6 separate regions of the Mus musculus genome follow, and all the other regions are linked to region 6. A link is a contact called in public promoter capture Hi-C data. All regions are on one chromosome and are shown on one strand. Each heading gives the region's core, a stretch centred on a gene start, on an enhancer-like site or on the middle of the called end of the contact. The rest is flanking DNA. Distances are from core to core; before and after follow the strand shown.

Evidence for each region. Promoter capture Hi-C pulls out the DNA fragments that hold promoters and counts their contacts. Capture Hi-C pulls out chosen DNA fragments and counts their contacts.
Region 1: a contact with region 6 is called in a promoter capture Hi-C map of embryonic stem cells, with 4 times the contacts expected there. The contact joins the promoter of Smoc2 here to the promoter of Wdr27 in region 6. A contact is called at or near these places in 10 of 39 promoter capture datasets (3T3-L1-derived adipocytes, cranial neural crest, embryonic stem cells and 5 more), 6 of 115 datasets of contacts at active chromatin or transcription factors (astrocytes, craniofacial prominence, embryonic limb bud and 3 more) and 1 of 9 other capture datasets (adipose tissue).
Region 2: a contact with region 6 is called in a promoter capture Hi-C map of hippocampal neurons, with 9 times the contacts expected there. The contact joins the enhancer-like site here to the promoter of Wdr27 in region 6. A contact is called at or near these places in 17 of 39 promoter capture datasets (the 3T3-L1 cell line, 3T3-L1-derived adipocytes, cranial neural crest and 9 more) and 6 of 115 datasets of contacts at active chromatin or transcription factors (cardiomyocytes, embryonic forebrain, embryonic limb bud and 3 more).
Region 3: a contact with region 6 is called in a promoter capture Hi-C map of pre-B cells. The contact joins the enhancer-like site here to the promoter of Wdr27 in region 6. A contact is called at or near these places in 8 of 39 promoter capture datasets (the C10 cell line, fetal liver, hematopoietic stem and progenitor cells and 4 more), 2 of 115 datasets of contacts at active chromatin or transcription factors (bone marrow-derived macrophages and embryonic stem cells) and 1 of 9 other capture datasets (adipose tissue).
Region 4: a contact with region 6 is called in a promoter capture Hi-C map of adipose tissue, with 3 times the contacts expected there. The contact joins the promoter of Rgmb here to the promoter of Wdr27 in region 6. A contact is called at or near these places in 3 of 39 promoter capture datasets (liver and pre-B cells) and 3 of 9 other capture datasets (adipose tissue, liver and macrophages).
Region 5: a promoter capture Hi-C map of embryonic stem cells shows a contact between it and region 6. The contact joins the enhancer-like site here to the promoter of Wdr27 in region 6. A contact is called at or near these places in 14 of 39 promoter capture datasets (the 3T3-L1 cell line, 3T3-L1-derived adipocytes, the SN4741 cell line and 7 more) and 2 of 115 datasets of contacts at active chromatin or transcription factors (craniofacial prominence and stem cell-derived neural progenitor cells).

What each region holds. Positions count from the first base shown.
Region 1 is chr17:14,277,292-14,281,569 of GRCm38.p6, forward strand. Smoc2 (SPARC related modular calcium binding 2) reads left to right here and starts at 2,215. Exons shown (of 13, transcript NM_022315.2): 1 at 2,215-2,508. The coding sequence starts at 2,425. Gm52280 (a long non-coding RNA gene) reads right to left here and starts at 3,220. Exons shown (of 3, transcript XR_003952216.1): 1 at 2,821-3,220; 2 at 1,252-1,397; 3 at 557-829. It overlaps Gm34567 (a long non-coding RNA gene), which reads left to right. Exons shown (of 4, transcript XR_385414.4): 4 at 1-471.
Region 2 is chr17:14,229,156-14,233,335 of GRCm38.p6, forward strand. All of the region lies in intron 1 of Gm41531 (a long non-coding RNA gene), which reads left to right. Among named protein-coding and RNA genes, the nearest start is that of Gm41531, 5.2 kb to the left of the region's middle. Within about 2 kb of position 2,201, at least 16 of the 459 cell types and tissues checked have an H3K27ac peak or open chromatin away from gene starts, as enhancers often do.
Region 3 is chr17:15,545,238-15,549,545 of GRCm38.p6, forward strand. Prdm9 (PR domain containing 9) reads right to left here. Exons shown (of 10, transcript NM_144809.3): 10 at 1-123. It also overlaps the pseudogene Gm18564. Among named protein-coding and RNA genes, the nearest start is that of Prdm9, 16 kb to the right of the region's middle. Within about 2 kb of position 1,369, at least 18 of the 459 cell types and tissues checked have an H3K27ac peak or open chromatin away from gene starts, as enhancers often do. A contact at or near this core is called in pre-B cells, where this site is marked.
Region 4 is chr17:15,829,233-15,833,306 of GRCm38.p6, forward strand. Rgmb (repulsive guidance molecule family member B) reads right to left here and starts at 1,833. Exons shown (of 5, transcript NM_001372257.1): 1 at 1,389-1,833; 2 at 388-463. The coding sequence starts at 392. It also overlaps the pseudogene Gm3292.
Region 5 is chr17:14,307,090-14,311,701 of GRCm38.p6, forward strand. All of the region lies in intron 1 of Smoc2 (SPARC related modular calcium binding 2), which reads left to right. Among named protein-coding and RNA genes, the nearest start is that of Gm52280, 29 kb to the left of the region's middle. Within about 2 kb of position 2,067, at least 15 of the 459 cell types and tissues checked have an H3K27ac peak or open chromatin away from gene starts, as enhancers often do.
Region 6 is chr17:14,940,246-14,944,774 of GRCm38.p6, forward strand. Wdr27 (WD repeat domain 27) reads right to left here and starts at 2,879. Exons shown (of 25, transcript NM_175173.3): 1 at 2,852-2,879. It overlaps 1600012H06Rik (RIKEN cDNA 1600012H06 gene), which reads left to right and starts at 2,939. Exons shown (of 2, transcript NM_026451.2): 1 at 2,939-3,074; 2 at 3,322-4,529. The coding sequence starts at 3,368. The coding sequence ends at 3,925.

The sequences.
Region 1 (4,278 bases), core at 965-3,464, 660 kb before region 6:
TCTTTAAGAACACAGAACTTGGCTTTCGGTCCACATGTTAGTGCCTCCAAATGTTAGAGGGTCTCTGAAGGCTCCGACCCTTCTCATCTGTCAGTGTCTTGGAAAAGCGTGTTGTTACACTGATCTCCCTGGAATCTCAGAGGACAAATGAAAGATGTGTTGAGATTGGAGGACTCAAGGCAGTGAGTGCCAAGGGGTTGTTTTCTGCTTTCCACGTCTCCAGGGGATGTGATAGACTTGCCAGAGTTCCAAGTTCGGACATCTGGACTCGGCCCCCGATTTTGTGGCTGGCTAAGACATACAGTTATTTGTTTTGTTTCTCATCTGTAAAATGGGAGCAAATGAAGCCTGTTACTTGCTGGACACTCCCATGGAAGAGAGTAGACAAAAAGCTATTTTCAGACTTTCAGTCCCAAGAAGACATTTCAGCTAATAATTTGTACCCTTGAAATAAAAGGTAAAAGGAAAATGTTTTGTACCAAATACTTCTTGAATGTGCTGATTTTCATCATCATCATCACCACCACCACCACCACCACCATCATCACCATCATCATCATCACACCACCATCATCACACCACCATTACTACGATAGAAGTACACAACATTTGTATCATTTTTTTTGGTTCAATGTATATGTTATTTGCTTACTCAGTCATGCCTGTCCCTGGGCTGAGTCTGACCCTGAAGAGTTTTGCTACGATGTTCCTCCATGTCCTCAGTGTAGGAAGGGTGTTGAAGGCTTGACAGATTTCGAGTTTTGAAGGTTTCTTTCAGCAGCCATCTCTAGAAGGTTCTCTTTCCCTGTGTGATGTGAGAGTTCCTTTCCTGAGGAGACATAAGCAAGATCTATCTCTCCTCAAAAGGCCCCAGTGGCAAAACAAACTAGGATTCCATGGGGAGTTCAGCACGGGGAGCTAGTGAGCTTGTGCTTACTAACATGCATAGGTGAGGGGTTCACTGCAGGAATGTGATTAACGTCAGAGCATCCATAGTCCAGTCTTCACACAGCTTGGATGATGGCTTCCACACCCACATAGATGGAGCCCCTCTCGGGGAATTTGCCCCAGCTCATGATCTCGAGTACCTCCAGAGGCCCTGAAGGACAACTATTAGGAAGAACTGCACGAACACCCGCCATCTGAGGTGAAGTCCAGTGATACTTCCCATTCGTTCTCTCCTCCAGTGAGGGAATGTCAGCTGTCCACAAGCCCACTCCTAATGACCTCCTGAAAATAGGCACAGCCCACCTGATGAAGTTGGGACTGTTTGCTCGGTTGACTTCATTCTTCAAGGCTATCCTTTTGGAGCTCCAGCGCTGTTCTTCTCCAGAGGTCCCCGTGTTGGGCTAGGGCAGGGTAGCTGCTTTCTGATTGGTCTACGATCTCACAGGAATCTCCAGAGCAGCAGAGGAGAGAGAAGTTAGAGGTGAGCTTGCTGTTTTGCTCCCTACAGAGAGGCCCTGACAAGTCAATTGATTCTTTGTTCTCGAAAGTCTTCCCAGCTGGCTTTCTGCGTGAGGTAGAATTAGGGCCTTTTCCTGTGAAGCTACCAGCCAGGGCTAAACTATTTCAGCAATGCTCCTTTTGCAGGACCTGGTGCGCAAAATCCCCTTGGTTTCTATCACAGTCAAAAGCCTACTCAAATGCGCTTGCTGCCGAACACCTGAAATGCTTGCCTAAACTGTTTGAAGCGGCCACATCAATGTGTGCGCTCACCTTTCTCTAAGTTTGCCCAACTCAAGGAAGTCATCTGCCTCACAGATCTGTTTTCAGACCCCTCCCGCCCTCCTCGTTAACCTGCGGAAAGATGCAGGACTCCTGGTGTTCTCAGAGGCCCTACCGAGGAGCCAATGACCACTTAGCATCTCAGAGTGCTACATTCTGGTGAATGTAAAGCCACAGGCGAGCCAAGGCACAGTGGGGACCCTCCAAGGTGAAGACAGAAGGCGCCCTAGGCCAGGAGGGTGGGGCTCAGTGCATCTCTTGGAGCCAGTGTGAGTGTGCATGCCTGTAAGGTGTGCCCTGGCATTGGCTTGAAGGAGGCGTGCAAACAGCATCAACACACGCTTGCCTAGTCCTGGTAGCCTTCGCTGTCTCCTTCACAGCCCTGCGCGCCGGGCGGCCCCTGCGCGGGCGCGGTGGCTAAGGGAGGTGGGGCGGAGGGAGGAGATTTGCGGGCGGGAGGGCGAAGAGGGCGGGACAGGAGGATCCGGGGAAACTAGGGCTGTTTGACAGCAGCAGCGGCAGTTCGGGGAGCGCCGGCCAGAGCGCACGGAGGGGCCGTGCGGTCTCCACCAGCGGCCATAGGACCGCGGAGCAGTTCTAGCCCGCTCGCCCGCACGTTCGCACACCGGATCTTCGCCGAGTGCCAGGGCGCAGCGCGTGGGGCGTCTGCCTCGCTTGGTCCCCTCCAGCGTCACCATGCTGCCGCCACAGCTGTGCTGGCTGCCGCTGCTCGCTGCCTTGCTGCCGCCGGTGCCCGCGCAGAAGTTCTCAGCGCTCACGGTAAGTCCCGGGACGCGCCCCTGTCTTTCTCTGTTGTCCCTCACTGAGAACCCACTCTTCCTTCTGGGACAAGGCTCCGGGAGCAGGTGGCCCAGCAATCCCCAACAGGTGGGTTCGGGAGAGTCCCACAGCGTGCGTGTCCAGGGTCGATAGCTACTCAGTATGTGAAGGGCTGCTGGTCCTACTAGTCCAGGATAGAAGGGAGTTGACATGCAGGAGTGCCTGGAGTCCCCCACTTTGGGCGAGATGAGATGGCACAGGAACAAGGATCTGGGCCACTTATGCACCTCAGCTCTTTCAGGGCGAACTCACCGGGACTGGGTGCCCACCTTGCCAACGCCACCGACCCAGCCTAGGATTAGGAAGCGGGCAATCTTCGGCTCCAGCGCCACGAGGACCCCTTGTACCCCAACCCCCCTTATGGGGGAGAAAGGGGCCACATCCCATGTGTTCCACTTGTGGCGGAGCATCTCAGAGAACCCTTAATTGAGAGGAAGAAGCAGATATGACATTGAATTAAAGAGCGCGTTTCTTTAAAAAAAAAAATCCAAAATCCAAAAGCCAAAAAACAAAAAAAACAACTCATAGAGGAGGAACAATCTCCAGCACAGGAGGCATAGAGGAGCGCCCCTGGTCTCGTGGGTCCTCTCCTCAGGAGCAGGATGCAGTGCGCGCCAGGGCGCGCTCCCGAGCGCGCGTGGCACTGTGGTTGACCGCTCTAAGTTTGTCTCTCTTAGTTGCAGTACTGGCTACGCCAAGGCGCGAGGTGAGGTGCCAAAAGCCGCGCTGTGGATGGGGGCTGAGCGCGTCCACCTCGGGCCAACACAACCGCGGCCACTCCTGCGGGCTGGTGTCTGCAGAGCCCGGCGGGCAGCCCTTCTGCGGCCCGCGCGCTAGGGAACCCATAATTAATGCAATCTGCAGAAACGAAAGCATTCCACTTAAACGTGTTTTTGAACAAGTGCTTAAGAAAACACCAAGGTGGTGAGCAGGCTCCCGTGGAGAGGAGTGTTGGAGTGGTAGGTGCCCTGGGGAGGGTGCTTAGCCTATGGAAAACCAGGGCTAGCCCACGAGTCGAAGCTTTTTGCAAAAGTGAAGCAAGCTGGCCAGCCTGTTGCTTTTTCTTCCCCTCTCCCTGTTTCTCAGCAGCTTGAAAGGGGGAAGATTGAGTGAGTTCATTGTTCATACCTAAAATTCTTCTGGGGCAGTCCTAGGGCCCTGCCTTGTGTCTCGTGAGCGACTGATAGATTAGAACCATAGCTGGAAACTGCAGGGAGTTTTCACTCCCAGTCTTGCCCTACCCCGAAGAGCCTGAAGGGACGACATGCATGCATTCATATATGAATGTGTGCACAGATGTTCATGTATGTACAGAGCTCGTGCACACACTTCGAGCAAATTTAAAAAGTCCACTGGGAAACTGGCCAGTTCTCAAAAGGTCTTAGCACCATGTATCTGAGCTCTAAGCAGCAGACTTGTGTAATCACTATACTATTTTCTAAAAGTATCAAGTAGACATGTCTCACCCTCTGTGCGCTCTCTCCCCACCGCCCCCCCCCTCTCTGTCTAAGATTGGTAAACAGGACAGATTTTCTTTTCTTGCCCTACCCCTTCTGGAAACTTATTGCTTTCCCCCTTTGTCTCTTTACACTGTTGCAAGGTTTCCTGGGCTCCATGGGTGCCAGCTGCTTGTGGGGTCTCTTTACGGGAGCTGGGAGTTGGTCTTACACCATACAGGAAGTGCCCCATTTACCGCACTCCCCAAGAACA
Region 2 (4,180 bases), core at 951-3,450, 710 kb before region 6:
TCTCTTTGTAACTCGAAGCTCATTCCTGTTCTGAGGAATTTCTGCCTGTTTGACACTTAGGACAAGTTTCCAGTCCAGACTTCTCAGGGATCCTCGGGTGGATGGGTGGACAGTCACCACTCTGTTCTGACACACAGTGTCGGCTGGGACCACAGCTCCTTCACTGCATCATACCCACTTGCAAACAGGAGCCTCTAGCCAAGTGTACATGTGTGTGCATGTGTGTGTGTGTGTGTGTGAGAGAGAGAGAGAGAGAGAGAGAGAGAGTGTACAAGTAACTGTGTGTATGAGTATGTATGCGTGGGTGTGTGTGGTGTGCATGTGTGTGAGTGGGTGGTGTCTGTGTGTGAGTGTGTGTGCGCGCGTGTGTGTGTGTGTGTGTGTGTGTGTGTGTGAACCAGAGACATACATTCAGATACTGGTGTATGCAAGTACTTCCTCACATACTCAGACAGTCGTACGTTCACTCAATTATACACTTAAGCATTGATTCATTTACCAGTTCACTCATTTATTCATCCATTTAGTCATTCATGTATTCAGTGGGGGTGGTGTGGTGTGTGTGTGCATGTGTGTGTGCCTGTATGTGTGGTGCATGTGTGAGTATGTGTACATGCAGATGTGAGTGTGTATATATGTGCATGTGTGTATGCATGTGTGTGAGTGTACATGTGGGCATGTACATAGGTAATAGGGCTTGCATTCCTTTCCTTGAAGGAACAACCCTGTTTGCGTAATATTCCAGGTTCCCCTGGTGCTGATCTGTAAGCACAAAGACCTCTGTGAACCATGTGTGTGTGTGTGTGTGTGTGTGTGTGTGTGCGCCTGCCTGTATGTGTGTGCATGTGTGTGCATCTGTGTGTGGTGCATGTGTGTGTGTATGTATGTATGTGTGTCTATGTGTGCATGTGTGTGTATGTGTGCACGTATGAGTATGTATGTGTGTATGTGCATATGAGTATCCTGTACTTATTCACTTTAATTCCTTCATTAATTCACTCACTCATTCCTTTAGCCATCCATTTTCTTACTTGACTGGGGAATGTGTGTTGATTCCTAGGGCATATGAGCAACCACCAGAGAGATGGATGTTTTTGATGAACGCGCCCATCATTAGTAGCACGAAGCTAGCCATGAAGTTGTATCCTCTACAAATTCGGGAAGGACACATGGGCATGGCTGTCATTGGTGTTTCCTCTATATAACTTGGCCATCCTGGGGCCCGGGACTCAGGGAGACTCTGAGCCGTATGGTTTCAAATTGACTGTGTTTGCCTCATAGCACACGTGTCTTTTCTATTGAAGCAAGAAGTCGATTTTGACATTTGAAACATATCACAGCACTGTTCCACAAACATTATTTTAAGAGTAAAGTTTCACTCCACTGGCTGGGGCCAGAGTGAGGGCCTGAGTTTGATCCCTAGGACCCAAGTAAAATGCCAGGAGCTATGGTACACACTTGTAATCTCAATGTTGGGAGAACAGACAGGCATGGTCACCCCTAACAGGTGGGGCTCAGGCCAGTGAGGACCTTGTCTCAAAAATAATCAATGTCACCTGAGATTTCCTGTTGACAGAGCGCATTCACTCATCCAGGGCTTATGGGGAGTGTATGTACACAAATGTTTATATCTTATGTCTTATCTGGACACAGGCTGACTGAGAGACTCTGGAAAGAGCTTGGAGCCTTAGGACCCAGGCCTCTCTGCCTTGTAACCTGACTCCTTAAAGAACAGCCAGGGATCAGGGTTGCTTCCAACTTCAGTGGTCCCGGTCCTCAGTGCAGATAATTGGATAATCACTTGGGAGCTTTAAAATACCTGATGCGTGGGTTGCACCTGGGCTTTGTATTAATGTGATCCCCGTGTGCCTGGCCATCAGGACTTTAAAATGCCCCCAAGTTGTTCCAGACGTGCTGCCTTGTGGATGTGCCCCGTACTCCATCACACCCCCTCCCAGCACCGTCCCACTGGCTCCTGGCTGGGAGCCCAGGTGAGATCTGCTGCAGGGTGGCTCCCAGGGGAAGGCAGAGACTTGCTGGGGAGTGGATGCAGGCTCTTGGCTCCGTGCCTTTACTGCCGCTTGATGGATGATCTCCATGCTTTGCTTTAACCACCTCTGCGATGGATGCTGACATCTAACCCCACATCTTCCAGTACAAACAAGGAGCCATCGCAGGCGATGATAAATGGGACCAGGCCTGAGCAATGGAAACAGCTCTGCAGTATCCTTAGTGCTCTTCCCTCGGAGGGAGGCAGGATTAACCACACACTGGGCAGACAGAAGTTCTGTTCTTGGTTGGAGCCCGTAGGTGAAAAGCTCTGCTCACTAAGACTGTATTTACAGTCACTCGCAGCACTGTAGCTGTTTTGGTTTCTCATCTGGAGAATGACCTGCAGACTTGCTGGCTCAGTGCGAGGCCCTCAGTACTTTGTGATTCCGTTTCTAACTTTCTGCAAGATTTTGGCAAAAGCTGTGTCAAAGTGCGGAGCCTGAGTGATGAATGGTTTCAGAAGAAAGCTGGCAGAACACAGAGAACCCTGTGACCCTTAGTTAGCTGTGACAGCCACTCCCAGCTCCTCCTTAGGCAGACGGTGAATTAATTGATCTTCATTTTTTCTTCTCTTGCCCTTGCTCCAAATTGCAAAGGAGAGCAGAAAAAGCAGGGCCCACTCAAGGCTCCTTATTTCTAATCCATGCATGGGCTGCCCCTAAAGTTCCCCTCCCCTCCCCTCTCCCCTCCCCTCCCCTCCCCTCTCCCCTCCCCTCTGCCCTCCCCTCCCCTCCCCTCCCCTCCCCTCTGCCCTCCCCTCCCCTCCCCTCCCCTCCTCTCTCTCCCTCCCTCCCTCCCCCCCTCTTTCTCCCCTGCCTCTCTGCAAGCTCCCCTTCTCTCCCTGCAAATGCTTTCTTCCTGTAAGGTCTCTCTCATTGTGAGCTTTTTCTTTTTGGCTTGCAGGCTTTCTCCCTACAGCGCCCGCTCTTTCCCCTCCTTCCTCTGCAAGCTTTCCCCTGTAGGAGTCTCCAAGGAGAGCTTGCTGCATTGCCTCAGCCTGGCTGGGCATCCGAGCTAAAGAAGCAAGCATCAGAACAGAGAAGTTCTGGATGAAGATGGCCGCTTCTGACCCGACTTTCTGGATTACCAGGGAACCCTCAGAGACAGTTTAAGTTAGAGAATTTGTTAGGAGAAAGAAAACGGGCCTGCGTTCTCTCTCCCAGTCCTGCACAGAGGCGCCGTATTGGACTGGGTGTCACGAGCACACACCGCAATGTGCCTACACTTTCATGAGCAGGGCAGCAGTTGTGACACACTCTGAAGGTGTTCACATGGGGTCCCTGCCAAGATTGATGTTCCCACCCTATGAATTCCAGAAGCATCTATCTAAGAGGACTCTGTACAGTAGATATAATAGAAATGTATGTGTGGTCCTGTGACTTGTATATTTTTATGTCAGTGTATGTTAGGCACGAGGAGCAGCGAAACAGTGTGCAAAGGCTGCGTTGTGCCTGAGATGCCACACTGACAGGAATAAACACAGACTTTCTCATTCCTACCAGGAGGTGGGTCAGTAGCTTGTGCTCTAGTGCTCAGAAGTGGGTACACGGCTACCAGGAGCCTGGAGAGACCTAGAGTCCTTTCAACCTCTTGCTCATGAAATGACCAACTTGAGAAGTAGTGCCAGCAGGGGGCACCCTTGACCCACACTGGATGAAGCCCTCTGGCTCATTTCAGAGTTGGTCTTGAGTGGTGCCTAGCCTGTTACAAAAGAGAAGCAGTCCCTGTAAGCTTTCCACACTTAGCTTCAAATGTTCTGTTTGCTAAACCACAGGGAGGTCCTCCTTGGGGAGCAGCTATCTGCTTTGCCATAGATAGACCCAGATGTAAAGTCCACTGAAGGATTAGAGCAGCCAGATGGAGGCTGTTTGAGATATCCTCGGCAAACTGTGGCTGGGTCTAGGAGTTCTGCTGGCAATGGGCAGGCTGGACAGCAAGATTCAGGACCTCTTCATCCTCTCTGGTTCTTGAAGGTCAGTGGTTCAGGATTTTGTGACTTAGACAAGTACCACTCAAATGAATTGTTATTTTGCAAAACCAGCTTGTAATGAATACTTTGGTTAGAAAATGCAAGCGTGTCTGACCTCCTTTTCTGTCACTGGCAAAACAAAGAGGCAGAAGCCACACT
Region 3 (4,308 bases), core at 119-2,618, 600 kb after region 6:
TTCTTGCAGATGTTCCTGGGAAGATTTCAGTGCGATGATTCCATTCCATATGTTGAGTGAGGAATTTCTGACTTGAGAAGGCCAAAGAGCACAAAAGACAAGGATGAATTTCTGTCCTTAGTTCTGTGGAAAGATAAAGTTTTTGATGAGACTGAATATAATAAATTGCTTAGGCATCTGATTTTCTATGTGGTCAGGCCTACCCCATTACTTAGTCTTCATGAGTTAAGGCACACCCAGCTAGGTTTGATGGTTCAAAGACAATCTGGTCAATGAGGTAGGATTCTATAGCCAACACAAGTTGTCTGTCTCCTATCAAGTGCAGTGAGTGCATTCCATCATCCTTTGGGTTTTTTTTTTTTTTTGTCATTTTTGTTTGTTTGGGGTTTTTGTTGTTGTTGTTTTGTTTTTTTTGAGACAGGGTTTCTCTGTGTATTCCTGGCCATGCTAGAATTTGCTTTGTAGACTAGAGTGGCCTTGAACTCACAGAGATTCTCCTGCCTCTGCCTCCTGAGTGCTAGAATTAAAGGTGTGCACCACCTTTATTTTAATTTTTTTATTCTGTTATTTTATTGGATTTTTCTTTATTTACATTTCAAATATTTTTATTCTGTTTTTATTTTAACTACATGTCCTCCAAGTAGGATCAGAAGCAACCTTATTCTTGGTGTAAACTGCAACGGCAAGCAAGCCCTACAAACTATAAGCATCTTTTTGGTTTTTATATCCTACCTTACCCAACAACCCTACCTCACCCAGTTCCACTTAGTCAGGTGTCTGGTCACCTTTCCCTATGCACTCTCTGCACCTATTTCATACTATGGAGACATAACAACACTTCCTTAGGTGGAATTTCCCTTACTGGATTTTCCTAAAAAAGGAAAATTAAATGTAATTGGAGCCCATCCAGCTAGAAGATCAACAACTATGAGTACCTGGGTAGAGTTGTTGATAAAAGCAGCATATGAGTTTGAAATTGTCTTCTCATTCTAAGACATAGTCAGTTGGGGGTTCTCCTTTAGGTTAAAGAAGACAGGATGTTCTGGGTCCTGCTGACTAAAAGTGTGCTCCTGCTGCCACACCTTGGCTATAAAGTACCTTTCTCAATGATCCACAAATTGTAAAATGAAAGTTAATTTTCTCCTCATACCAAGTACTCATGCTTATTTCATTTACATTTAGCCCATTTCAAATATAACAAAAACCCTGTTTCAAAACACATCTTACTCAGATGTCTTCTCTCTGTGGCCCACTAGTCCTTTGCATGCAATCCTTTCCCCCTGGAAACTGAAGCAATCTCTGAGGTGGTTGCACACTGCACTATATTTTTGAAAATTCGCCAAAGCATCATTGTAGAACAAAGAACTGAAACCCCGCTATGCCTCACTCTCACTCTCCTGGGACCTTCACAGGCTCTACATTAACAGGCTCACATGCATTTCTCTGGCATCTGCTTCCTTCCATGAAATGACTTCAACCTGTTCTCAAAAGTGCAGCCCTTTCATGCCTTGAGACAGTTACAACAGCTATCTCCTCTGAGACCATCTGCTTGCCCCTCCCAAATCTTCCTTCAATAGCCTTTATATTTACGTCTACTCCACGGGTCTCTAAACACTTTTCCTGACTCTGCATAGGTCTGTACAAGTATGCATGCTTCCCTAGTCCATGAGTCAGCTAAAGAGCAGGCATTTCAATATTTTTGTTTATTTTATATATTTTTTCTCTCCTGGCACAGAGCCACAATTTACCTGACATCTAACTGACATAGTGCCAGATGACATATTTATATTATTTACATATATGAAAGAAATTAAAAAGAAACCAAAAGGAAGGACCAGAATAAACTAATTCAGTAAAAAAGTTGATGGGTACGTGAAAACTTTTTTCTTGTTTTTTTTTTTTCTGGACTCTAACCTTATAGCACTTATATGTTGTTATATATTTTGTTCATAAAGTACTTGAAATAAATTTAGGGGTAGAGAGATGGTTCAGATGTTAAGAGTATTTGCTGTTCTTACAGAGTACCTGGGTTTGATTTTGGCACCTACATGGTAGCTCAAAACTATCTATAACTCCAGTTCCAGGAGATCCATCACTGTCTTCTGGCTTCAGCAGGCACTGCACGCATATATATATACATGCAAGCAAAAATTTATACATACAAAATAAATATAACAATCCTTTTAAAATTAGAATATTTAGCCGGGTGGTGGTGGCACATGCCTTTAATCTCAGCTCTTAGGAGGCAGAGGCAGGTGGATTTCTGAGTTCGAGGCCAGCCTGGTCTTCAAAGTGAGTTCCAGGACAGCCAGGGCTACACAGAGAAACCTGTCTCGAAAAACCAAAAAAAAAAAAAAAAAAAAGAAAAGAAAAAGAATATTTAAAAGCATAAAAATTTTATAACACTTTAAAGCACACAAAATGATCTTTAATTTCAGAAGTTCTCAAAAATTCACTGAATTTATATTGTATTTCACTTAGCTTAAGAATTGAAACACAAGATGTCTTGAGGGCTCTGAAACTCCACACAACGGTGTTCTACTGCCTGAGTGTACCCATCTGAGGTGATTCTTGCAGCCCAGGGTCTGCTTCAGGAAAAAGTCTCCTCCCGGTTCATGCAGGCCATGAAGCCGGCTACCTAGAGCTCCTAGGTACATATCCGCGCAGTACTTGCACTCCTGTAGAGGCTACTGCTCCTACTGCTCTAATATTCTGAAGGAGCCCGTGCATTTAGAAGGGTGTGGACATGTCTTCTGTAATGACTGTACAAGTGACTGTTTTGGAACAGGATGTGTTACACTCTAGCTTGGAACCTAGACTTCAAGATAAACGGGCAATTGGACAGTATGGCCCAGCTTTACAGTACGCGTCAAAACTTGATACATGATAATAAACTTTTAGATCCAAAAGATGACACCTCTGGACAATTTTATTTGGTTATGAAAAAAGGAAGAATAATTTAATAAAAATGTAGTTTAGCCCTCAAAGTAAGAAGGTCAGATATGCTGTGAGTAAATTGTACAAACACAGTACAGACCCAGCCACAAAAGACAAAAAGATGACAAACCCTGGCATGCTTCGGTATATATGAATTTGTTTCTACAAGTCCTCATGAAGTTGTTTCTAAGAAGGCTAAAGCAGTTTCCTAGAACATCTGCAAAAAAGCAGTAGAAGAAATCTTTACCTGAGATCAACCTGGAGTGGAATTTAAAGTCAGGGAAGAAGATAGTAGATTTGAGTCCAAAGAGGAATTAGAAGGCCTCCCTCTGCAGCCAACCACCAGTAAATAGTGACATAAACTAATTAGCCAGTAGCTCTGTTACAGAATTTGAATGGTCTGAAAGCTTGACTGAAGTCTCTATAACCACTGAGCATATAGTGTCTCCAGACACTGTGAACAAGAGTGAAGAGGAAAGTCTGTATAAAATATTTTCATTCAGTAGGGCATAATAGAAATCCCAAAGGTTACAGCTGGTCTCCCAATCCTATTTCTAAAAGATGTGAGAGCCAACATTCCAACATTTGTTAGGCCAATGTTGCTTGTAGAAAACATACTTGTGACTGTTCTTCACTTTCTATGGTTGTACTTCACACTCAAGAGAAATATTAACATATCAGATGGCTCCCTTAGCCTTTCACCAGGCACATTCTCACTTCTGAGGAATAGCTCGGCTCACACACAAAGATGTCAAATCCCTCCACAGTGAAGCTGTCACCCAATAATATGAATAGAGGGAAAAATCACAGAGGGGAAATTTTTGCTTCATATTGCTTCTATTAAGGGTAATATGCCCTCTGTTGAATACTTCATACAAAATGAAAATGACTCAAATGTTCAAGACCATGCTGAATGGACACCATTGTATGAAGCCTGCAATCTTGGGCACCTGAAGGTAACCAGCATAATGCTTTGCTGAACACCACTGGCTATCAGAAAAACTCATGACTTCATCATGCAAAAGAATGGGAACATGGATCTAGTCATGGTATTACTGTCCTATGGTTCCTCCAGGAATGCTGCTAATGTATTTGGTGTATAACCTCATGGGTTATATAGACTGTCCTAGTCACTGTTCTGATGTTGTGAAGAGACACCATTACCAAGGTAACTCTTATAAAAGAAAGCATTTAATTAGAGGACTTGCTTACAGTTTTAGAGGTTAGTACATTATCATCCTGTCAAGGAGCATGGCAGTAAGCATGGTGCTGGAGAAGTAGTTGAGAGCTACATCCTGATCATCAGACAAAGTAAGAGATACTAGGTCTCGGGGGCTGGTGAGATGGCTCAGTGGGTAAGAGCACCCGACT
Region 4 (4,074 bases), core at 583-3,082, 890 kb after region 6:
TCTTCCCCTTTGTTTTCGAGGAGTGGTGAGAACAGAACAGTGCATCTAAGAGACCCAGCAAAGCATACTACACCATGGGCATGCAATTGGGTAATTAAAACGGATGCCAGAAACGTTAATAGATTCTAAACATGATGCAGTTTCATTTCCCAAATCCTTACATAGTGTCTTAACTGTTCCCCAGGTACTGTATCTCCAAACCCAGAAACCTAACATGAGGGTCTCTGCTTAACAGCTCACCCAGGACAGAGAAGTCTGCAATAAGCTATTTGTGTAACCCATTCCGGAGTAAGGGCTCCCCTGCTGCTCGTTGCTCCACAGTGTTTGAAAATAAGGGGCTGGAATAGCCCAGAGTCCAGCAGCATGTAGCGCCTGGCTTGTACTTACATCATTGTTAACCCTTCTGCACCTGGAAGGGGCTCAGCGGGATCAGGATGCCCCCGAGCTCCGGAACACGCAGGACCTAGGTGTAAGAGAAGAGCCCCAGGGCTCCGTGTGAGCGCTGAGCCCCTGGAGAAAGAGAGAGAGACCACGGAGAGTGCAAGGGGTTGCATCCCCGGCCCCTTGATCCCTAACAGACTCCAGTAGGGCTCGCTTCTGGCTCTCAGGGCTAGAAGCGGCAGGTGCAAAAAGCATTTGGGAGCCGCTTGCCAGTGCTTGGAGGTAATGTGCTTCCTGTCCATTTATCTCAGGAAACCAGCACAGCCTTCCCTTCGAAACAAAATTAACCTCTCATTAGCCAGCCACTCACTCCCAAGAAGGCCTTAAAAGCTTTACCCTCTCACTAATGTATTTAGGCTTTTCTTCCAGGCAAACGAAGCCGAGGCTGTACTAACATCAGCCCCAGGGGTTCCTATGGGCTCCCTCAGGAGCCAGCCAGCCTTTCACCAGTCTAGTTTGGGAAATTGGCCAACACAGGATCCCAGTTTGTAGAAGCAGTCCGACCCAACACCCCTGAACGAACTTCACACCACCCCCGCCCCCACGATAAGTTTGTCTCTGTTTTCTTGGGCTCCTCTCACATTAAAGCTTCAGCTCCATTACCCCCGAGGAATGGGGAAGGGAATGGGGAAACTTCAGTGGCCAGCTGTTCCCAGGTCATAGGAGGCGACTGTCCCTTAGGGGAAGCGTCTACGGAAAGCTGGGGGTTGGGGAGCAGCCTTCCTTAGACTCTAGTCGGTTCCAGGCATTGCAAATTAAACGTGGCCAGGAGCTTTTGGAACGCCAGGGCTTTCTCACCCTGGACCCCACAGCCCGGAGCCTGGCAGATTTATACCACACAGGTGGACCAAGACCTAAACAAAACAGTCCCGGCCGCTGCCTGCTATTCGCCCCCCCCCCACCGTCCTCCGGGCCCACCGCAAACTTCAACAAAATAAACAACTCACCACAGGCATTCCCTTGTCTGCAGCGCGACGCTTGCCAGCTGGGAAAATAAGCCGCAAGCCACGCGGCCGGGGCGCAGGAGGGAGGCCACGCCGCGCCCGCCACTCTGCCCCAGGTGGGCGGCAGGCGGGCGGCTCCACCCGGGGGCCGCTCTCCAGATGCCGGTTCCCGAGTGAGCTCCGGGGCAGTGCTTGCACCCTGCCAGCCAGCGGGGCCTCTCTGTCACCTAGGCGGAGAGGGCGGGGAGACAGGTCCCTCTCCCCAACTTCCTCCAAACTGTTCTCTTCCCACCCCTGCCCCACGGCCACAGAGGCAGACAACCTCTGCAGCGCCGGTCCCCAGTCCACCGCTCTACCCTACTGTCCTGCTGGAGACCCGACGGCAGGGAGCGTGGTACGCCTCTCCCCGTTTCCAGGTCCTGCTCTCTCCTCTCCCGCGGTCCTACACACCGGCTTGCACAAAGGCGCCTTTCACGCCGCCAGCGCCGCCCTCTGCGCCGCCCTCCGGGCCCGCAGCGCTGCCTTTACCCACCCGGCTCATCACGGTCCTGCTGCGGGCTCTGCCTGTTGTCAGCCGGACGCGTGCGGTGTTCGCACTCCGCGCCGCCACGACGGCAACAGACCCCCCTCCCCTCGATTTTTCTCCTCGCTTTTTATAGCTGTCCATCAGTGCCCTCAAAAGCACGTCCCTCCAACTATCCTCTAGGGTCTTCCTACTGCGTGTAACTGTGAAGGAGGTGACAGGGATGGTCCTCTGGACGTGTGCGAGCACAAGAGGGTTATCGTTCCTGTCCACCTGAGGTGCCAATATGACTTGGCTTCACGTCGAGAGAAAGGGTAGAAAGAAACCCCTTAGACCCAAATGAGAAAGTGTATTGTAAAAGAACTGGCTCAGGAAATGTTTCAGGACGACGTCCTTTGCATCCCGTGGAAGGAGATGGGGGAGGGGAGATCGAGCTATGTTCTCCAGGGTGATTCTTTTTTTTTTTTTTTTAATAATACAAAGTAAATTATGATTTTATTGTGAAATTCTCATAGATGGAAAATTAAATTGAATATTTATTCTGTCCATTTTTCAATTTACAATAATCTTACCACTTATTTTTGTACCATGTATTTCAATTGTCTGTTTAGTGAAAAATAAACCTGTAATTTCTGGCTTATTTTTAGTTTAATATTTTATCATTAAAGACCTCCAGGGTGATTCTTGAGCTTCATAGATAGTTAGCGGCAGCTCACTCATTCTAGAACAAGAGTGCGGTTTTGTTTTGTTTTCTTTAGTTAAGACAAAACTCTAAGCATCTGGGCTCAGGTAGTTAGTTAATCCTTATCCTCCCCAGATCGCCTTCTCTCCACTAACCTTTACCTGCAGTTTCTCCATCTAACGGTAGGGGCAGCATAGGGTAGTATAAAAAAGGGCGGGACTTCGAGGGTTTAACTTCTGAACCTTGGGTTCACTATCAAGAAAAATGTGGAAGGTTGAGGACTCAGAACTCCCAGGTTCAGAAATTCAATAACAAAAGACCCCTCGTCATATTCCCTGTCTGGATTTTTGCATTTCATTTTCCGTTATCTTCTCTAAATACCAATCAAATTGGGGAGAAAACCAAACCAAACCAAACCAAACCAAACCAAACAAAAATACCTTGAGTCCGTTTAAGGTGTCTGTAAGATACACTGGAACCTGCTCTATTTGGTATTGAGAACAACAACAACAACAACAACAACAACAACAACAACAAAAGGTGGCGGTGGTGGTGTTGGGCTCAGTTAGTGGTCCTACAGAAACAGGAATTTTAATGTCCCCACTTGTTTTGCCTTTGAAAAGCCACTTGAGCAATCAGCCCAGCAGAGCTTTAATTTAGAAACTAAAGCCTAGTCTCCTGTGTTTTTCCTTCTCCTTCTACCAACACAAAGACAAGCTGCTGCATAGCATAATGTTGAAAACGAGTTCAAAGGAAATCCAGAGAGTCAGCTCAGAAGGCGACTTCTGATGCAGCCCAGTTCTTCACTCCTCTGCACAGCTAGCTAGACTTCACATAAACACAGACACAAATCATCACAATCCCCTTTTCCATAATACTGGCCGATGCAAAAATGGATGCCAATTGTTATGCAAATCGCCTCAGCTTGTATTTATTTAAATGATACATTTAACTTTTCCACAGTCTCGTTTTTTTTTTTTTTTTTTGTCCCACTTTGAAAGCTTGGGCTTTAGTCCCCTCTGTGGTCATCTGTGCCTTATTTCCTTGTAGAGTTTTTGAAATTAATGCACAAAAAGGCTGAAATTTCATGACGTGCTAGTCTGTCTGTCTTTCTTTCTTTCTTTTCTTAGATCATCTGAATTTTCTAATCCTTCTTTACAGGTTACCTAGACCATTTTTGATTAAGAAAACTGTAGAAAGTTGGTAACTGTCACACACAGATGCCGGTTGGTGGCACATGTCAGTTTTCCAGATTTGTGCTTTGTGGGGTATCTGAATACACTGCACCAGGTTATGGTAGATTTTAGTCCACAGGTCGATTTTCCCCCATTTTTTTTAAAAATGTAAACCCTAAAGTATTCTTACAGAATTTTCTACGGTACTTAGAGAATTCTTCAGCTAGGTCAGCCCAGAGTGGGTACGGAGGCTGGGGCTGTTCACCAGTGCTGCCAGGGGCTGAATTGCTTGGCCAGTCTTGGTGGCTA
Region 5 (4,612 bases), core at 817-3,316, 630 kb before region 6:
TTTTCCCTTTCTCTCCCTGTGGACCCAGGTGAATTCACCCCCCTCCTTTATTCCCAAGATACCAAGTGCAGATTTGCCCGTAGTCCCTGCATATCACAGATACAGGGATGAAGGAAGCTTGGGTGTAGAGTCCTGCTAGTGGACAAGGATGTCCGGTCAGCCCAATGACAAGATGCAGCTGTGAAGGAGGTGGTAGCCTTGATGGTTGGAGCAGTAAAGAGGTAGGTGAGGAAAAGAGAAAGACAGGAGAAAGGGAGAGGAGGGGAGAAGGAGGGAAGGGAGGGGACAACTGGTTGTGTACACAGTGTGTACAGGAGACAAGAAAGAAAGGTCTTCCCACAGGAAGGCTACCTCCATAGGCTTCAGTGGCCTTGGTCAAGTAGATAGATGGGGAGTTGGATGGTGCTTGGATAAGTTTGGGACAAGACAACCTTAAAAGGTCTTAAGGTAAAGAGCTAGTGCTCCCTGAGGGACAGGTTATGCCAAGCCCTTGGAGTGTTGTGACAAAGCTTCAACATGGCCACCGTTCAGGTTGGCACTCATTTCCCACAGATGAGCATCAAGATGGTAATGCAGACACCACTATCCATACCACAGAGACACAAAGGGTGGAACGAGGAAGTCACCCATTTACTTCTGATTTTAATTCTGCAGAATGCAAGGCAGCCTTGGGAATACTCACCAGACCCACGCTTTTCCTTATATATAACTGATCTCCCCAGTCCCAGTAAGAAAATGTCTCTTGTGTGAAGAGGCAGGGGACACACGATTGCTGGTTGTCTTTAGATGTCTAGCTTGCTTACAGTTTAATGTTCTTTTCCTAATGCAAGCTTTACTCTTGGTCCACCACTGATTCCATGCACCGGGGTGCCAAGCATATTGCTGTATGCTTTCAGTGGGCCTTAAGTGCTTCACAAGTTAAAGGTGGGAAAAATAAGGTGGATGAAAAATGAATGACTTCAAAAGAAAACCGGATGAGAAGTCCATTGAAGAAATCTGCAACATTTAGGAGAACAGAGAAGAAAGTCTGAGTGACTCACAGACCAATCTCTCTGACAGGTTTTAGCTACTGAGAATTTTTCAAGCTTTCATCTATGGAGTGTGTGTGTGTGTGTATATATATATGCCTGTATGTATGTGTGCTGTAAATATATGTGTGTATGTATATATTTATATATGTGTGCATTTGTATGTTGTGAATATATGTGTATCTGTGTATTGTGCATATATGTGTATATGTATGTATATATGTGCCTATATGTTTGTGTGTTGTGAATATATGTGTGTATGTATGTATATATGTGTATGTGTGTTATGAATATATGTGTGTATGTATGTGCATGTGTGTGTTTATGTGTCGTAAATATATGTGTTTATATATTGTATTGTACATATATGTATATATGTATGTATGTATGTATATATGTGCCTGTATGTACATGTGTTATGCATATATGTTTGTGTTTTGAATATAAGTGTGTATATGTATGTGTGTTTTGTGTGTTGTTCATATTTGTGTGTATGTATGTACATATGTGCTTGTGTGTGTGATATTCCATATAGTGATCAGAAAACTGGGACCCTATTCTAAATTTACATTTTAAAATATTGTTTGACAATGTAAGACAGAACTGTTCAGTGTTTTACACGACGTGAATTAGTATACTTCTGACGTCTGCAGATATAATAGTGATTGTCATTGCTACCTTTTTTTGCTTTGTACTGGATCAAGCCCTGTGCATCCTGGGCAGCCACTGCCTCGGAGGCTCCACAGCCTCAGCCTCTGCTGCCTTCTTGGGTGAAGCTTTGGTATTGGAGACTTTGCTTTCCTCAGTCTTATTTTGCTATTTTGATTAATATTTCGGTGGCTGATGATGCACATGTGTATTTCTGTACAGTTCTAAGCTTTACTCCATGCAGTTTGGAAGTGGAATTGCTTGGCGGAGAGGTATTGGCATGACATTGGCTTCAGCACACACTGTAAATCAGCCTGGGTTTCTGTGTTGTCAAACACCGGGGCTCAGGCGCAAGGCACCACTGAGTGCTCAGAACCAGAGAGTTTGTTTTCCTTGGTTTCTGGTCTGCACATCTGCGTTCGTTACAGACTTCAGCATGTGATGCTGCTGCTGACTGCAGATCTTTAACCGACGTTGAGCTAAGTTAGAATCCTTCTGAGTCCCAATTAAGGCTGGTTAGCTCGAAGTCTGCAGTATGTGCGGCTTCATTTTCCTGTGGGCCTGCACTTTTCAAGTCTTGGTGTCAATGAGGAACAGATGGGCCCAGATGCAGGAGGATTCCTTCCTGGGGAAGCTGGTGCCCACTGCTTAAATGGATAGCCATTGTGGGCTGGACATTTAAGGTCACTCTCCACAGCCCTGGGTGGGATTCGCTGCTCTCTCTGACTTCACTGCTGTCTCCTCCCATCATTCTGTGGAAGCATGGCTGGAGCTGAAGCACCGAAGGTGTATAGATAAACGTTGTTGTTGTTGTTGTTGCTGTAATTTCTCTGATATTCTGAGAGAGCTGATAGTACGTGGGGCACCTTGTGAGTGAGAGACAGAGTCCTGGCTCTTTGCTTTGTGACCTCTCAAGTCCTAAGAATAAGTAGCATGTGCCCCTCTCTCCTGAGTCTGCGAGCACTTGCTGGTGTCTGCTGGGAGAGCAGCATGGTGGGAGTAGGAGTGGTATGTGTGTGTGTGTGTGTGTCTGTGTGTACATGTTAATGCATGTACGTGTGTGAGAGCATTGTGTGAAAAAGTGTGTGATGTGAGTGTATGTCTTTGTGTATGTCACTGTTTGAGAGAGACCATGTCTGTGGGCATGTGTGTATGTGTGTGCACATGTGCGTGCATGTGTATGAATGTGTGACGGCAACATGTTCATGAGTGTGTGCAAGTTAATGTGTCATGGGATTTGGGGGGTTAGCTTTCTATCCAGTTGCTTCTTGGTGTTGTCCATGGGAAAAGGAACAGCTGTGGAGTGTGGTGTGTGGTCCAGCTGTTCTCTTATCTTACATGCGATAGCAAGGGCCCTGAACTGCACACATTGTCTGCTCTTAGCTGGTCCTGCTTTAGAGAGAGTGGTTCTGCTACTTATTAGTGCTTTAAGATGCAATATCTGAGTTTTATTTATGAGACATGGCTAGACTGTATGTTGGTACATTTAAATATATTTAAAAGGGCATTTCTACATAATAAAGAAATGAAAGAAGCTGTAGTCTGGAGAAGATGGTGGAGGAACTCTAGGTTTCCTTCCTCCTAGACATCAACTGCCCGGTTCTCAGAACCTGCCTTGCTCAGGTTCTGTCTTACTCCATGGAAACTGATGTGCGAGTTTTGTGAAAGATCCACATGTTTCCTCCTGCGGCAGGAGAGTCTTTTTTGGACTCTATTTTGCCCGAGGGCTGGGACTTCAGGGGAAGGTTGCCACACTGAAGCGAAGTTAGTTTAGGTTGATTCTAACTCTCAGTATAGGAGTATCCTCACCAATCCTGCCAATCCTCTGTGGTAGATATGATTGATATTACAGCAGATGCTGAGACAAACTGAGACTGACTGGGACCCTGGTGTAGGGAAAAGATGTTGTAGGCTACAAGTCCTGGGCCCTGTGCTGAGACTGACATTTGCAGCTTCTGACCAGAGGGATATAGACAAAGAAGCAGTAGTTGTTATCATTGTGCGTACAGTATCATATCCTCCAACAGTGGTAGGACTCTTCTCTCTAGCTAAAATGACTTCTAGGGGCCTTAGAGGGCCAATACACATGCACCCTTGTTTTTCTGTCTTCTGTTTTGGGATACATCAAGGATGAGGGCATATTCAAAGCTAATCTCATATGCAAAATGAGAACAGGCCCACCCATGAGAGTTGCTCAGAAAGCTTGTAAAGCGTGAGAAAGTTGCTCAGAAAAGATGTAAAAAGATCTGAAATGTACACACTTGGCAAAGCCTCGACACAAAGTCATCTGGCGACAGAAAATGGTTAAAGTTTTATGTACAGTTTAAACAAACGAACAAACAAACAAACAAACAAAAATCATAAGACATTCAAACGGACATTTCAGGGAAAAGGAGTTAGTAGAAAAACTGACATTTTTTGATAGTACACATAACAAGGATGTAATATAATATCTTAAAGATGTTCAAGGAACTGAAGAAAGATGTCAAGGAAGTCATGAAAATAATGTATGAACAAAAGAAAAATATTACCAAAGAGAAGCCATCCCAAAGACTGGAGCTGAAAAGTAACAGAAATGGAGACTGTGCTAAAGGGTTTTGCTAGCAGGTGTGGAGGGAGAGGGAGAAGGAGGGAAGGAGAGAGATAGAGACAAAGACAGAGAAATAGAGAGAGACAGGGAGAAAGACAGAGAGTCAGACAGACAGACAGACACACACACACACACACACACACACACACACAGAGAGAGAGAGAGAGAGAGAGAGAGAGAGAGAGAGAGAGAGAGAGAGATCTTTGTCCTTCAGTGTCCCTGATCAAACATGGTGTCTGGGAGGAAGAAGAACCTGAACCAATTTAGTGAATGAGACCATGGACTCAGCATGTTTTTCAACATCATTGTAAAAATAACCAAATGGCAGAATCTGGAGTTAAAATAA
Region 6 (4,529 bases), core at 1,629-4,128:
GCTGGGATTTGAACTCCTGACCTTCGGGAGAGCAGTCGGGTGCTCTTACCCACTGAGCCATCTCACCAGCCCTCATGCTGGACTTCTGACAGACTTGATCATGTAGAAGTCTTATACTGACAAAAACTTTAAAAGTAAAAGCAGAAAGCAAACAAACAGCGCGCAGGACTCAGAATTTGACATTATGAAAACATTCACCATCATTAGTCAGCTCCCCTGTAGTCAGGTACAACCATGTGGCTGTGCTCTAGCCTGGGCAGCAGGAGGAAGCATGAGTAACAGATCTCACTTTATAACCCTGGCCCTCGGAAGTCTCACCTACATAACTCTCAACAGTGGTTAAATACAAAGTCTGGGCGGGTGGGAGGGGTGGCTACAAAAGGTGGCACCACAGGATGAAAGAGGTCTGGAGGCCTGCGAGCTGCCTGGGAGGAGAGGAGGGCCTGGTTGCCAACACAGGTTCTATGCAGAACCAAGAGACTGTTTAGCATACCAGGGCTATATAGTACAGCACTGAACTCACCCTCACAATGGGAATTAACTTTTAAATGACAAAAATACACAGAGAATTAACCATTTAATTAGTGAAGGTGCCACAGCAGTAATGCTGGGTCTTCCATCCTGACCCACTGTCTTACTGTGTTTCCTCAGAGATAACATGGAATAGCATATCCCAGACATCCTACACACAGGAACATCAGACAGATAATAAGACTACAGTGTGTGTGAGACAAGGGGAACAACTCAAGAAATGCATTGATGAGTGAAAGATAAAGGCACTCTGGTTCTAAAGCTAAGTCAGTAGAAAAGAGCAATCGTCTCGGATATACTAAGAGCTATCTATACACTACACACAAGTACACATGCGATTGCTCTAACTCAAGGAGCATCTCGGCTAAAACTAGTTCCTTCTATATGTGTATTCTTAAGAAATAAAATTGCTTCCTTCTGATTATACAATATGAAAAATGTTTCTCAGTAGCTACACAGGTAGAATCAGGTCACTTCATTCTTGCGTTTAGAAACCATAATAGGCAATTCAACAGCTGATGGGCTCCCACAGAAAATGGCAGCATCGTAAAAATACCCTTGAACCTTCACTTACATCAAAAGATAAAGTTCTCCACGTTATCTAGGAAAGGAATTGAGCTCCAATTCCAGTACCCTGAAGACCTAGACATTGAGGATAACACTAACAAATAGCTATAGCTAACAGAGTGACATAAAACAGCAAAATGACACTTAGGTTCTTAATAAGGTTTCAGGTTCTTTCCTAAATTATCAAATATGATGAAAGATCCTATCTTTATACTTAGGAGTTGGTTGGTTTTTTGTTGTTGTTGTTGTTGTTTGTTTGTTTGGTTTTTTTTTTTCTTGTAAGCTACGAAGTAACTGGTATCCTGCTTTTGTTGGCCTACTAATTTTGAACTTTTGGGCCATTATACTGCATGTATTACCTAATGCTCTTATTTAAATGTGTCTCCCACAAATATTCCATATTGAACTCTGTCTTCCAAGGTGATGATGGTCTTAAGGCTCAGAGGGACAATGGGAGGTAATCTCGGTCTTGAATGTGGAACCTCCTTGATGCGATTGGTGTTCTTGTAAAATGAGACAAAGAACTTCTTGCCTTTCCACCCATTTATAAACCAGGAAAAGTCTCCAGACATGAAATCTAGTCTTAAGAACTGTGTGCATGCTTTCTCCTCCAGCCAAGCAAGATGCCTAAAGGAAAGACAGCCAAGGGAAGAAGGTGACCCTGAGCATCGCCGGTGTCAAGGACCAGGAGGCCAAAAAAGTGGTCAATCCTTAGTTTGAGAAAAGGCCCACGAATTTCGCCATTTGGGAAGGACATCCAGCCCAAAAGAGATCTTACACGCTTCATCAAATGGCCCCGCTACATCATGCTGCAGCGGCAAAGAGCCATCCTCTACAAGCGGCTCAAAGTCCCTCCTGCCATTAACCAGTTCACCCAGGCCCTGGACAGGCAAACAGCTTGCCCACAAGTACAGGCCAGAGACAACGCAAAAGAAGCAAAGGCTACTGGCCCCTGCTGAGAAGAAAGCTGCTGGCAAAGGCGACGTCCCAACTAAGAGACCACCTGTCCATTGAGCAGGAGTCAATATAGTCACCACCTTGGTGGAGAACAAGAAGGCTCAGCTGGTGGTGATTGCCCATGATGTAGACCCCATTGAGCTGGTGGTTTTCCTGCTTGTCCTGCCCAGGTTGGGGCGCCTGGTCCACAGGAAGAAATGCACCACTGTTGCCTTCACATAGGTTAACCCGGAAGACAAGGGTGCTCTGGCTAAGCTGGTGGAAGCTATTAGGATCAATTGTAATCACAGATATAACGAGATCCGTCGCCACTGAGGAGGCAACGTGCTGGGCCCTAAGTCTGTGGCTCGCGTTGCCAAGCTGGAAAAAGCAAAGGCTAAAGAACTCGCCACTAAACTTGATTAAATGTACACTAAGTTTTCTAATTACTAAATTACTTCCCAAAAAAATGTGGGGGGTGGGGTGATGGCAATTGTGGGCTTGGGGGGGGGGGAGGAATCATTTCTTACTAGTAGTTCTCATGTTGAAATTTATATTTCCCTTCTGTCATGGTTTAAGACAAATCCAAAAGTGTCCCTCCCGGTGCTGCCCGCACTCAGGGGCTTGTGCTGCAGGGCTTAGGGAGGCCACTCACGCGCGGCTCTGGGGGCGCGGGAGGAGAAGGCTGGACCGGGCGCGGCTCGGCCCTCCGCCATCCGGGAGCAGGCTTCCCAGTCATCCCCTCAAGGGAGCTTGTCGCAAGCTGCAATCCCTGGCAGCCTCACCGACCGTCCAGCCCACTTTCCCCGGAACTCACCGACCACGCCAGCCGCGTCGCTATGGTTACGGGGGAAAGCTGCTCTATTCTCGCGAGAGCCTGGCGTTACCTCACTTCCGGTCCCTTAGGCCGGAGTTGGTTCCCAAAAGCCCTCGCTTCCGGAGTACCACACTTCCGGGCGCGGCCTCTTTTCCGCCAGCTGGGGCGAGTTCCAGGCTGAGCCCGGGTGCTGCGGGTGCTGCGTGGCCTGCGGGGCGTGGCGGTGAGTTCGGGGTTGGCGACCTCGCTATTCTCCAGACACCTGCGCCCCCAGGGGCCTGTCCTAAGGTCCCTCTTACCGCTTCCCTCTTCCCACCCGCCTCCTCTGCTCCTCCCTCTCTGCTGTTCCCTACTCTTTATCCCTTCTCTCCTTCCCCTTCCCCACCGTCGGTTCCCGGGACCCAGGTGCACGAATCTTGGTCTGCGTGGACGAGCACCTCGGGTCACGCCTGTCACCCGTACCTTCCCAGCACAGCGACTGCAGATGAGGGAGTCCCCGAGTTGAGTGCCCCAGCGATGGCTACTCCCTGGAGGCGCGCCCTGTTGATGATCCTGGCGTCCCAGGTGGTGACCCTGGTAAAATGTTTGGAAGACGACGACGTCCCGGAGGAGTGGCTCCTTCTGCACGTGGTCCAGGGCCAAATAGGAGCCGGGAATTACAGCTACTTGCGGTTGAACCATGAGGGTAAAATTATTCTCAGGATGCAGAGCCTGAGAGGGGATGCGGACCTGTACGTGTCGGACAGCACTCCGCACCCGAGCTTCGACGACTATGAGCTGCAGTCTGTCACTTGCGGCCAGGATGTGGTCTCTATACCGGCACACTTCCAGCGACCGGTCGGGATAGGAATTTATGGACACCCCTCTCACCATGAGAGCGACTTTGAGATGAGGGTATACTATGACAGAACTGTGGATCAGTACCCATTCGGAGAGGCTGCCTATTTCACTGACCCAACAGGAGCCAGTCAGCAGCAGGCTTACGCTCCAGAAGAGGCAGCCCAAGAGGAGGAATCAGTTCTCTGGACGATATTGATTAGCATTTTGAAACTGGTGCTTGAAATTCTCTTCTGATCCCTTGAATATGCTGGAGCACAAACCCTTATTTTCACAGAGCGATTACAGTTTGCTGCGAACCTAGCTACTTGACCTGGTGAAACTCTGGTTACTTTTTTCTAGACTAGGATGGAAAAATAAAGCCATACAGTTTTGTTACCTCAGTTTACTCCCCAAGCAGGAAAAGCAGCAAGCACAATATTTTAGAGATTAAAATTCCTATAAAAAGGAGTCTGCTCAATAAAATGTTTAAATGCATTTTGGTTAGTCAGGTGAGTAAGAAGATTACAGTAACAGGCTGTATAAATCAGATTAAACTTTACTGCTGGTGCAGAAGTTGATGACTGTAGAATTTATAGACATTTAAATGAAGTACAGCACTTCGAGTTTTAAAGTCTTTAACATTTTAAAGCCAGGTGGAAAATGCAGTGACAGGTTCGCTCTTCCCAGAGCCTCTGCACAGTAGGGGTATGGTACCTGATACCCAAGCAAGCTCTCCTGGCAGCAAGTATTGACAAACTGTTGCTGTGCTGGTGATTTAGAGTCCAAATCCTGTTGTACCAGATCTTGGGCCATTTGCCCTTTCCTCTGCTTAGCCAGATTGGAGCTTTCTGGTTATTAG